Linked DNA regions of Sus scrofa: region 1 is linked to region 2. The links are chromatin contacts, called in public promoter capture Hi-C maps. All regions are on one chromosome and are shown on one strand. The core of a region is the stretch at or near the end of the contact, and the rest is flanking DNA. Distances in the headings are between cores, read along the strand shown.

Evidence for each region. Promoter capture Hi-C pulls out the DNA fragments that hold promoters and counts their contacts.
Region 1: a contact with region 2 is called in a promoter capture Hi-C map of liver, with 11 times the contacts expected there. The contact joins the promoter of OTUD6B here to the promoter of TMEM67 in region 2. A contact is called at or near these places in 2 of 5 promoter capture datasets (fetal liver and liver) and 1 of 47 Hi-C or Micro-C datasets (alveolar macrophages).

What each region holds. Positions count from the first base shown.
Region 1 is chr4:45,791,169-45,796,331 of Sscrofa11.1, forward strand. It overlaps OTUD6B (OTU domain-containing protein 6B), which reads right to left and starts at 2,102. Exons shown (of 8, transcript XM_003125574.4): 1 at 2,007-2,102; 2 at 1,912-2,005; 3 at 1,212-1,363. The coding sequence starts at 2,087. It overlaps LOC100516731 (a long non-coding RNA gene), which reads left to right and starts at 2,269. Exons shown (of 3, transcript XR_115866.4): 1 at 2,269-2,487; 2 at 2,601-5,163.
Region 2 is chr4:42,928,087-42,933,289 of Sscrofa11.1, forward strand. TMEM67 (meckelin) reads right to left here and starts at 3,020. Exons shown (of 28, transcript XM_021089109.1): 1 at 2,930-3,020; 2 at 2,748-2,838; 3 at 660-748. The coding sequence starts at 2,998.

The DNA of each region.
Region 1 (5,163 bases), core at 852-3,351, 2.9 Mb after region 2:
ATTATGCCTTGTTACTTGGAAAGAGAATATGTTATAGGCACTGAAGGCCAGGATCTTGATGACTGCCTAAAAATTTAAGAAAATAAGACTATATTTATTATAACAACCACTGTAAATCAATACAGATAAGCTGTTTTCCCTGTTAGGAGCAGATCAAAAATGAATGGAATGAAATAAAATAAAATTTATTTATGGTAGATAAAATGTTGCATGTACATAGGAACTTTCTATCAAAAACAGGAGTGAGGTTATGAGGTCTAGGATCTTTGATATCTAAAACCCATGCAATAAACCAGATAAGATGGTAACAATTCAGTATTCACTTTCTGGAGTAAGACTGTTCTGATTTTGAACTCTGGCTTTGGTACTTAATAGCTGTTATAAAATCAGAACAAAGGTTTTAATCTGAGTCTGTCTCCCATTTGAAAAAGGGGGTTATCTACACTTACTTCAAAGGTAATACTTCATAGTGTGTTACTGTGGGAATTATATGAGATAACACATGTAACACGTTAAAGTGTATTGCAGACAATACATTGTGCATGGCTACGGTGATGAAATAAATATTAGCTAAAATGATGATAGTTAACAGACTCCAATTTAACCAAGAAACGTCAATACATTTCCATTCATTACAAATTGTTAATAAAGAACTTTTTTTTTTTACTACTTCTCTTGGAGCATATGGAAGTTCCCAGGCTAGAGGTAGAACTGGAGCTGCAGCTGCTGGCCTACACCACAGCCACAGTTAACACCTGATCCAAGCCACATCTGCAACCTCTCCTCCTTAAAAGGAGAGGTTGCTTAAAAAAAAAAATCAGTAATATTTATATCATATGAATGTGAAGAAATTTATGCTCAAGAAAGTTAAGCAGCTTACAATCCAATAACCAATTGCCCAGGTTACAATCCTATTTAATGTCAAGTCTAGAAGACTGGTCTTCCAACCTCCATTTGGTGAAGCTTCCTCTAGTCCATCTTATCAATCTGTTCATCTTTGGGGCAAGTGAACAGTTAAAGAAGTGGACTTTCTTTGCTGTCCTCCCTTAAAAAACACACTCATGTAAATCTGGTCAGAAAAATATCAGAAAGGTGATGCGAGAGATTTCTTTCCCTCCAATTTTGTGATTTATATATAAGTAAACGGTTTAAGAGAAGTGCACAATTGCTATCAAATGCTGTAGACAAAAAAGGAACATTACTTCACATACTTTACTCTCCTTAGAAGTCAGCTTCAATTGCTCCAGTTCCTTTCTATGTTTCTGTTCCATTTCTGCTTCTAACTTAGCAACATCTTCAGTGAGTTGCTTCCTCCTCTTTTTGTCATTCTTGGGAACAACATTCTTCATACTCTGAATTTTGGCTGGAAAGCCACGAAAATCATTAGATCAAAAACCCAGGGATTCAGAAGAAACAAGAAATAGTAACAATAAGAGGATGGTAAGAGAGGAGGGTTTAGAAGTAATTATAATAGCAAGAAGAGTAATTACATAATAGTTACAGAGAAGAGCCCAGAAAAATATGGACTGCCCCCCCAACCCCAAATAAAATCTAGTAACACAACCGTCAGTTTGGTGTGGTAGGAGTAAAAAGAAAAAAAAAAAGACTCAAGTTTTTAAATCTTTCAAGCATCCCTTCTGAGGAACTAGGGAAGGAATAGGAAATGGAGCTGGGAGAGGGCCCTGTGTCCAAGTTCGTAGTTTCCAGGTGTTTCCAGGCACCCGCACCAGGACGGTAGCGGACTTAAGAAGCAGCTTCCGAAGATCTGGGGGATTATGGGACCCAGGGGAGGCGGGAGGGAAGAAGTTACTGGTTACTCTGGAGAAGCCTCGGAAGATCCAGCTCCGGAACTGGCCCGCCACGCGCCCTTCCCTGGGCCCTGGCGTCTTCTAGGTTCCCATTCCCCGTCACCTTGCAACTCCTTCTTCTCTTTGCGATGCCTTCTCACCAGCTGCTCCTCCTCATCAAGCTCCTCGGTCAAGACTGCCTCCATGACGACCAGGTAAGCCCAGCACACGCGCGGGAAGAAACCAGCACGACCAGCTACAGAGCACCTTCCACCCTTCAACCCTCACCTTCGGCGCCATTGGCCGCAGCTGGGACCCAGCCCCGCCTTCAAGGCGGTACCGGATCTGAGCCGAGCCTTAGGAGCGAGGAGGAAGAATGGCGTACTAAGCATGCGCACCCCCGCGTGACGCGCTCTGATGGGACGGGGCGGGGCGGGGCGGGGCGGGGCGGCGGGGGTGGAGCGCAACGGTTTGTGGGGGTGTGGCTTAACCGACTGAAGTTTGCAGCCTGCAGTTGACCCCGTCGCTAGAGCGCTTTTGGCAGTAAAGCTACTGTTGCGTCTGCTGACCAGGCCGTGAAGCGCGCAAAGATGACGTTGTAGAAACCATTTTGGATGTTCTTTTTGTTTTGTTGGGTACCTCGGACCGTGTCCTTTAATCTTCGTTTTTGGTTCCATTACTAGGAAGTTCTTTTCAAAAGGTAAGAAGGAAAAATAAAAAAATTTCAGTGAAACTTTTAATAAGTATGAATGAGGATCTTTGTGCTGCGTAAATCAAACAGTAGGGAATTAAGTTCTGTTTATTATTTTCAAGGTTATAATACCGCAGTTCCGAAGAAAAACAGCTAAGTAATTGAGAAAATGCCGCCTCTTGAAACGCCTGTAGCGATGGAAACAGAAGAGATAATAAGGACTAAGTATCATAGAACACAGGAGTTTAAAGACCTAATCTCAGTGATAAAGAAGCTATTGTCAGAGCGTTTGAAAAGTATCAGGGAATTGAGATAACGGAAATGTGCAAGCCTGATGGGGCAGGAGATCGATTTACTTAAGTTAAGCCAAACGAGAAATTTTTACAGCATGCAGAAAAAAAGAAAAGAAATCAAGTAAAGCGAAGAGACACCTAGAGGGCCTGTCCAGGAGGTACAATCTTGGCATAATAGGAATACCTGAAACAGGACAAATCAAATGAAGCTGAAACTATAATTAAGGAACTAATCGTAGAAAAATCTACAGAGTTGAAGAAGGAACCAGATCTGCAAATGGAAAAATTAACAGGGTATCATTAAAATTTAATGAAAGCAACACCCTGACATATCCTGGTGATATTTTTAATTTGAAGGGATAAAGAAAAACTTCTACAAGTATCCAGAGAAAGCAAGTTTCTTTACATGGGTGAAAGTCAGGCTGACTTCACATTTTTCACTTGCAAGTCTTAAGTGCCAGAAAACAATGGAACAATGTCTTCAGAGTTTTAAGGAAAAATAATTTTGAAACAAGTATTATATACTCTGCCAAGTTATCATTTCTGTACCAAGGCAGCTGGAAGACATGAAGGGGTAAAGAAAATGTATCTTTTGAAGTTCCCCTTGTGGCTCATCAAGTAAGGCAAGAACCCATCAAGTAAGGCGTATCCCCAAGAATGCTGTTTGATCCCTGGCCCCACTCAGTGGATTAAGTAGCCAGTGTTGCCCTGAGCTGGGGTGCAGGCTGCAGCTCCTATCCATATTCCCTGGGTGCAGGCCTAAAAAATAAGAAATTGCATCTTTCAAGTACAATCCTTGACAAAGTTGCTAAATGATATTTAGCTAACAACATGAATTAAAATGCCTCGAGGAAGCAATTGTATGAGAAAGTTACCGGTAAATATTAAACTAGTTAAACAGCATTAAAGTCAAATTGTTACATAGAGTTACAAAACGAAATGCAAAAATAAATTTGTAAATCCTGTCTAAAATTTCAGTTTAGGTCCTTTTAAATTGTGAAAAGGCATGCCAAACATTTAATGAATAGTTTTATTTTTAGCATTATAATATAGATAAAGATATCCATGTTCCTAAGCTAAACAAGTAGATAACAGGACTTTGTCACTGTGGACAGAACCTGTAGAATAACGGTATATCAAATGTTAATCTGACAAAATAGGAAAACCTGTCAATCAAATTTGCTATTCCCTATTTTTAAATACCGAGGGTGGGGGGAATAGCAAATTTGTCTGTAATGTAATATTGGTAGTGTAAAAAAAATTCCCATATCACTGGTTGGGGGGCGGTAGTAGTTTAAAACCTTGTTTTATATACATCTTGCCTACAGAAAATCAGTACCTATTGCTTCATGTAGTAGCTCATTCTAGTAAATTTGAAAATGAGATAACAAATAAAAATAGAAAACATTCCAGTTTTTTGGATTGGAGAGGAGGTGGTGAAAAACAGCATTAAAGCATTGAAATTAGATTGACACAGGAATATAGCTAAGTTATTTCACTCATAAACTGGTTAAATATTCCTACCAAAAAGATTAAAATTGGATCAAAAATCAATCTCTAACCCTGGATACATTAGTATAAAACAAAGGATAAAAGAGTTTAAAGACAATGGAAACTATAAGTCATAGAAATGGATGTAGGGAGCAATATTTTTATTAGAACTCAAGCTTATAAAATATAAGTTCTTGTGATATTTAAGAAGCTTTATGTGGTAAATAAATGGCATTCATATGTAAAACAAATGTTCAGTACTTTGATGTGAGTGTTTTAATGATGTACACGTTATTGGACTCTGAGTTCATACTTATTAATCAAGTAAATGATGGAGTTCTCATCACGGCTCAGCAGAAATGAATCTGACTAGCATCCATGAGGACGCAGATTCGATCCCTGGCCTTGCTCAGCATTGCCGTGAGCTGTGTGTGGTGTGAGCTGTGGTGTAGGTCGCAGACATGGCTCAGATCTGGTTTTGCTGTGGCTGTGGCATAGGCCAGCGGCTATCCCTCCGTTTCCACCCCTCGCCTGGGAATCTCTATATGCAGCTCTGTGGCCCTAAAAAGACAAAAGACAAAAAATGAAAAGTTGAGATGGTTAAGGAGTTGTTAAATAGTTGAGGTGTGTGTGTATTTGCATTCTTTTCATATTGTACAGAAACATTTCTAAATTATTTAATACTAGGGTATGGGGAAAACTTAAATTTCTAGAAAGCACAAATGATCACATTGCAAAAAAGCCTACAAACTAAGTCTAAATGCTGAAGTCACACACTTTTTCAAATGCTCTTAGGTAACTTTTGGGTCAGAAAGGAAATTATTGGAGTTCCCATCATGGCTCAGTGGTTAACAAACCTGACTGGTAACCATGAGGTTGTGGGTTCAATCCCTGACCTCAC
Region 2 (5,203 bases), core at 1,770-4,269:
GTAGGTTGCGGGTGCAGCTTGGATCCTGCGTTGCTGTGGCTGTGGCATAAGCTGGCAGCTGTAGTTCTGATTTGACCTCTAGGTTGGGAATTTCCATATGACACAGATGCAGCCCTAAAATGAAAATAAAAACTGTTGACACAATAAGTTTAAGATATTGAACTCAATCACTCAATCTGTACCAAAGGATACACACATTCCAAACTGATTTATATGTGCATTATTCATTCATCTATTTTCCTTTATAACTCAGTTTCTCTATGAAGTAAAATAAAGACACACTAATTTTCACAGCTTTGTGTTTTTTTAGATTTCAGACTTTTAAAAGTAAACCAGTATCACTGTTTTTCCAAGTTTGCAAAATTTCACTGATCTCCACAAATTTACTCTAGTAAAAACAAAGTTACCTTAATAATTTTAAATTTGTGGGAAAATATGATAGTACAGCATTAAACTGTAGTTTAAAAAAGAAAGATATTGGAAGTTCCTCTTGTGGCTCAGTGGGTTAAGGACCGAATCCCCAACCCACTGCGCAAGGCCAGGGAATTGAACCCAAAATCTCATGGTTCCTAGTCAGATTTGTTTCCGCTGTGACACAATGGGAACTCCTATATTCCCCCCCGCCCCAGTAAGATTATATTTAAATAAATACTCCATACCATGCTTTCTGGGCACTTCTTACAAATAATATCAGGTCCTCCATTATTAGAGATCATCTGAAATCCTGGTAGACACACACATGAAGTTCCTAAAAAGAAAAGAACCAATTTTGACTTTAATAAATACAATTCCAAGATAGGAAATTTTTAATAATTCTTAAAATCTTCAGAATCAGTAGTTGAGAGCAAGACAGTGGAGCCAATACTGCCTGGGTTCTAATCTTGATTCTGCTACTTAGTTGTGTGACTCTGACCAAGGTACCAAACTGCTCTGTGCCTTGGGTTCCAATTTGGTAAAATGAGGACAACAATACTTACCTCATGGGGTTAATAAGAGTATTAAATTAGTTATTATACGTAAACATCTTAGAATATGCCTGGCGCACAGTAGATATTGTGTTTGCTACCATTTTAGGTGCAAGTGCAAGCATAAGCAAACTATTAAGTTATAACTATTAAACATAAAATCAAACTCTTGATTAACTGCTATGGCAAATTTTACACTTTCTTTTTTCTTTTTAGGGATGGACTTGCAGCATATGGAAGTTCCTGGGCTAGGGGTCGAATCAGAGCTGGAGCTGCCAGCCTACACTACAGCCCATGGCAACAGCAGATCCTTAACCCACTGAACGAGGCCAGGGATCGAACCCATGTCCTCATGGATACTAGTCAGGTTTGTAACTTGCTGAGCCACAACAGGAATTCTGGAATTTTTACACTTCTATTCTACCCAACCATACACATATATACTCAATGAATTCAAATTTACCTGGTCAAAACAAAACCTTATTAGGAAAGTTATCTTTATTCAAATAAGTCATTGTTTTCCTCTGTTTGGAAAGACAGTAAATTTTATAAGATAATCACTATTCGACCTGATGGATAGGTTAGGACAGCACTCTCTAAAAAGGCATTAAGTGGATACAACATCCATAGGTATACATATAGTAGAATGCTTATCATACTAGGGTTCATAACTATGAAACTAACCCTTACGCTTTAAAGTCCGGGAAACGCTTTCTCATTCATCTTTTCTTACCTGACCTGTCCTACAGGATTATTTTATAAGGACATATAAAATTTGAAGATGGCAGAAAGTTAATGCCATGGGTGATCAAGTGGAGATTAAAAACATCCTTGACTTCAGGAGTTCCCGTCGTGGCGCAGTGGTTAACGAATCCGACTAGGAATCAGGAGGTTGCGGGTTCGATCCCTGCCCTTGCTCAGTGGGTTGACGATCCGGCGTTGCCATGAGCTGTGGTGTAGGTTGCGGATGCAGCTCGGATCCCGCGTTGCTGTGGCTCTGGTATAGGCTGGCAGCTACAGCTCCGATTAGACCCCTAGCCTGGGAAACTCCATATGCCGCAGGAGCAGCCCAAGAAATGGCAAAAAGACAAAAAAAAAAAATCCTTGACTTCAGAATACGGAAATACTTATTCTGAGCAGTTTTAGTGAGGACAACCAGGGACCAAATGATAAACGTTTCAAGAAGAAAAAAAAAAAAAAGCTTAATTTAAAGAGACCTCAAGGGCAATTAGTAATATTCAACACTAAAAGGGCTAGATCCTAAGAAAATTTATAATATTACTGACATACTGTATAGTGGAAATACATAGGTTGAGACTGAGGGTCATTCATTTCCTTATCTGTAAAATGAGAAGGCTGGGCCTGATTATGCTTAAGATCTTTTCCAGCTCGAAACTTCTGGGATTTGAAAAGCAAGGAAAAAAGCGATCAAAATGTACAAGCCCTAATTTGTATTCCCTCCCCAATTTGTCCTGTCACCTGCTTTTTCACCTTATTCAGTTTTTTCAGGTGCCTCCCTAAAAGACTTCCCGGATAAGGAGTAGGGGAATGGAGACAAGAAATTAATTACTGGCAACGGCCTACGGACCAGGGTTTCCTCATCCTCATATGTTGTGCGCAAGTTGCAATCCTCCAAGGAAACCCTTCTCTCGGCTGTTGGCAGTTAACCTTTCTGAAATATTCTTTCCGCAGACGAAAAGGTGTTTCGACGACCCTGGGGTCTGGGGACAGAGCCAAGGTGGGAGTGGTACTTTAGCCAGGGCCCACCCGGAGCCATCTCACCTCCGGCATCCTGCATCTGGTTAGCTCCACACGGCACACAGGAGAGCGCGGAGATATCGAAGTACTGGTTGTGACCGCATGTCTCTGGTTGCTGGAAAGGGAAAAAGAAGGTCTGAGTCTGTGAGACTCGAGGCACTACCAATAAGAGGAATACGGTCACAGTCGCTACGGAGCGGACAGACCTGGCGGCCATTGCCACCCCAGGACCACAGCTGCCCGTCACCATGGTGAGACGCTAGCGGGCCGCGCATTATACGCGCCCCATCAGCCTCCGCGACGACTTTGCAGAGCTGATTGGACAACTGAGGCCCGGATTCCGGAAGTGTCGGCCACTGCTGCCTGGTTGCTAGGTTACCAAAGCCGCGGGAAGCTGCCTGGTCTGGGTTACATGCAAGCTAACGCGGGAGCCTGGCAGGCGCGACAGGCTGTTTAAAATGTTTGCTTCAAACTCTGCTATGCCACCTATTATCAGGACGCGAAGTTAATTTAGGAGGTCGCGAAATAGAATAGCACAGCAAAGAAATTATCTGATTTTAGCACACAAACTGAGTGTTATTTCATTAATCTGTTAAATGACATTTACATCAAAATTTATGCAGAGTAAGTCAGAGTTCCCGTTGTAGCACAGCGGAAACAAATCTTACTAGCATCCATGAGGACGTAGGTTCTATCTCTGGCCTCACTAAGTGGGTTAAGGATCCAGGTTCCTGAGCTGTGACGTAGGTCGCAGACGCCTCTCAGATCTGGCCCATTGCTGTGATTGCGCGGTAGGCCAGCGGTTACAGCTCAGATTGGACCGCTAGCCTGGGAACCTCCAGATGCCATGAGTGCCAGCCCTCAAAAAAAAAAAAAAAAAAAAAAAAAATTTATACACAGTAGGTCATTATCGTATTAAAAGAGACATCTCAACAATGAATTTGTCAAAAATACCTTCGTCAAAAAAGGAAAAACACTGATTTGAAATATGCAATGTCGGAAGATTGGCACTAAAAAAAGATCTTTACTGACGGAACTTTCTTTGTGTTTTTTCTTTCTTTCTTTTTTTTTTTTTTTTCTTTTTTTTTTTTTTGTCTTTTTACCTTTTTCTAGGGCCGCTCCCGCAGCATATAGAGGATCCCAGGCTAGGGGTCTGAGCGGAGCTGTAGCCACCAGTCTACACCAGAGCCACAGCAACGCAGGACCCCAGCCGTGTCTGCAACCTATACCACAGGTCACGGCAACGCCGGATCCTTAACCCACTGAGCCAGGCCAGGGATCGAACCTGCAACCTCATGGTTCCCAGTCGGATTCGTTAACCACTGCACCACGATGGGAACTCCTGTCTTCTTTTTTTTGAGCATAAGAAATCATGTATAGAAGATGAGATCATCTTTACTCCAGTTGTGAATAAAAAAAAAAGGAATCTATTTTTTTAATCAAATGTACACATAAGTGAATATTGTCTTTCAAAATAGGCACCCTTAGGAGTTCCCTTTGTGGCACAGCGTAGGCAAATTTGACTAGCAATCATGAGGTTGCTGGTTCCATCCCTGGCCTTGCTCAGTGGGCTAAGGATCTAGCCTTGCTGCAAGCTGAGGTGTAGGTCACAGATGTGGCCCCAATCCAGCAATTCTGTGGCTGTGGTGTAGGCCAGCAGCTGTAGCTCCGATGCAACCAATAGCCTGGGAACCTCCATATGCTGTGGGTGCCCCCCCCCCAAAGACAAAAAAATCAAGCACTTGGAGGCTCTCGGCCCCCAAACATTTTAGAATTGTCCTCAAAGCCAGTATCTGGGTCATAAAAGAAAAAATTACATTTTAATATTTACATTCCCTTTCTGCTTCTGTTGTATTCTATTTATTTTATTGTTGTATTTTGTCCCCCTCCCACACCCAGTAAAAGCTGGCATATTTTGAAGACACCTTATTCATCAGTGTTAGTGTTAGTGTTAGCTTGAAATGACTTTTGGCTTTCTCAGAAAAACACAAACTTTGTAATAAAAACAATGATTTATCACTATTAAGGGAATACATGTATGTAATATTCTCAATATGTGTGGTAACATGCATCTAGGAAAGTTAGCTAACTTTAACTATTAGCCACCATTAGGCCTAGTATTCTTCATGTGACCTTCCCACAAAGATCTGCATTCACTCTGTCACTAATATCTGTGGCACAGAAGGTGTATGTTCTGAAAACTGTTCCTTTAAGAGGAATTTTAAAAAATTTTCTGAGTAATTACCATGCTGTTGGAGTGTTTAATCTGAAGTAGAAATCACTTATATGAATATAATTTTTGAAAAATACATAACTTTATGTTAACTGGGTCAGAAAGGGTATGGTCAGAATAGTTGAGATTAGCCTGCAAAACTTCCTATGGGGGAATTTTAACTCTAATTTTCCTTAATGAAGTACACAATGTTATATGCTCTGTGGGAGTGACTGGGGCAATAATATTTACTTATTATCTACTATAT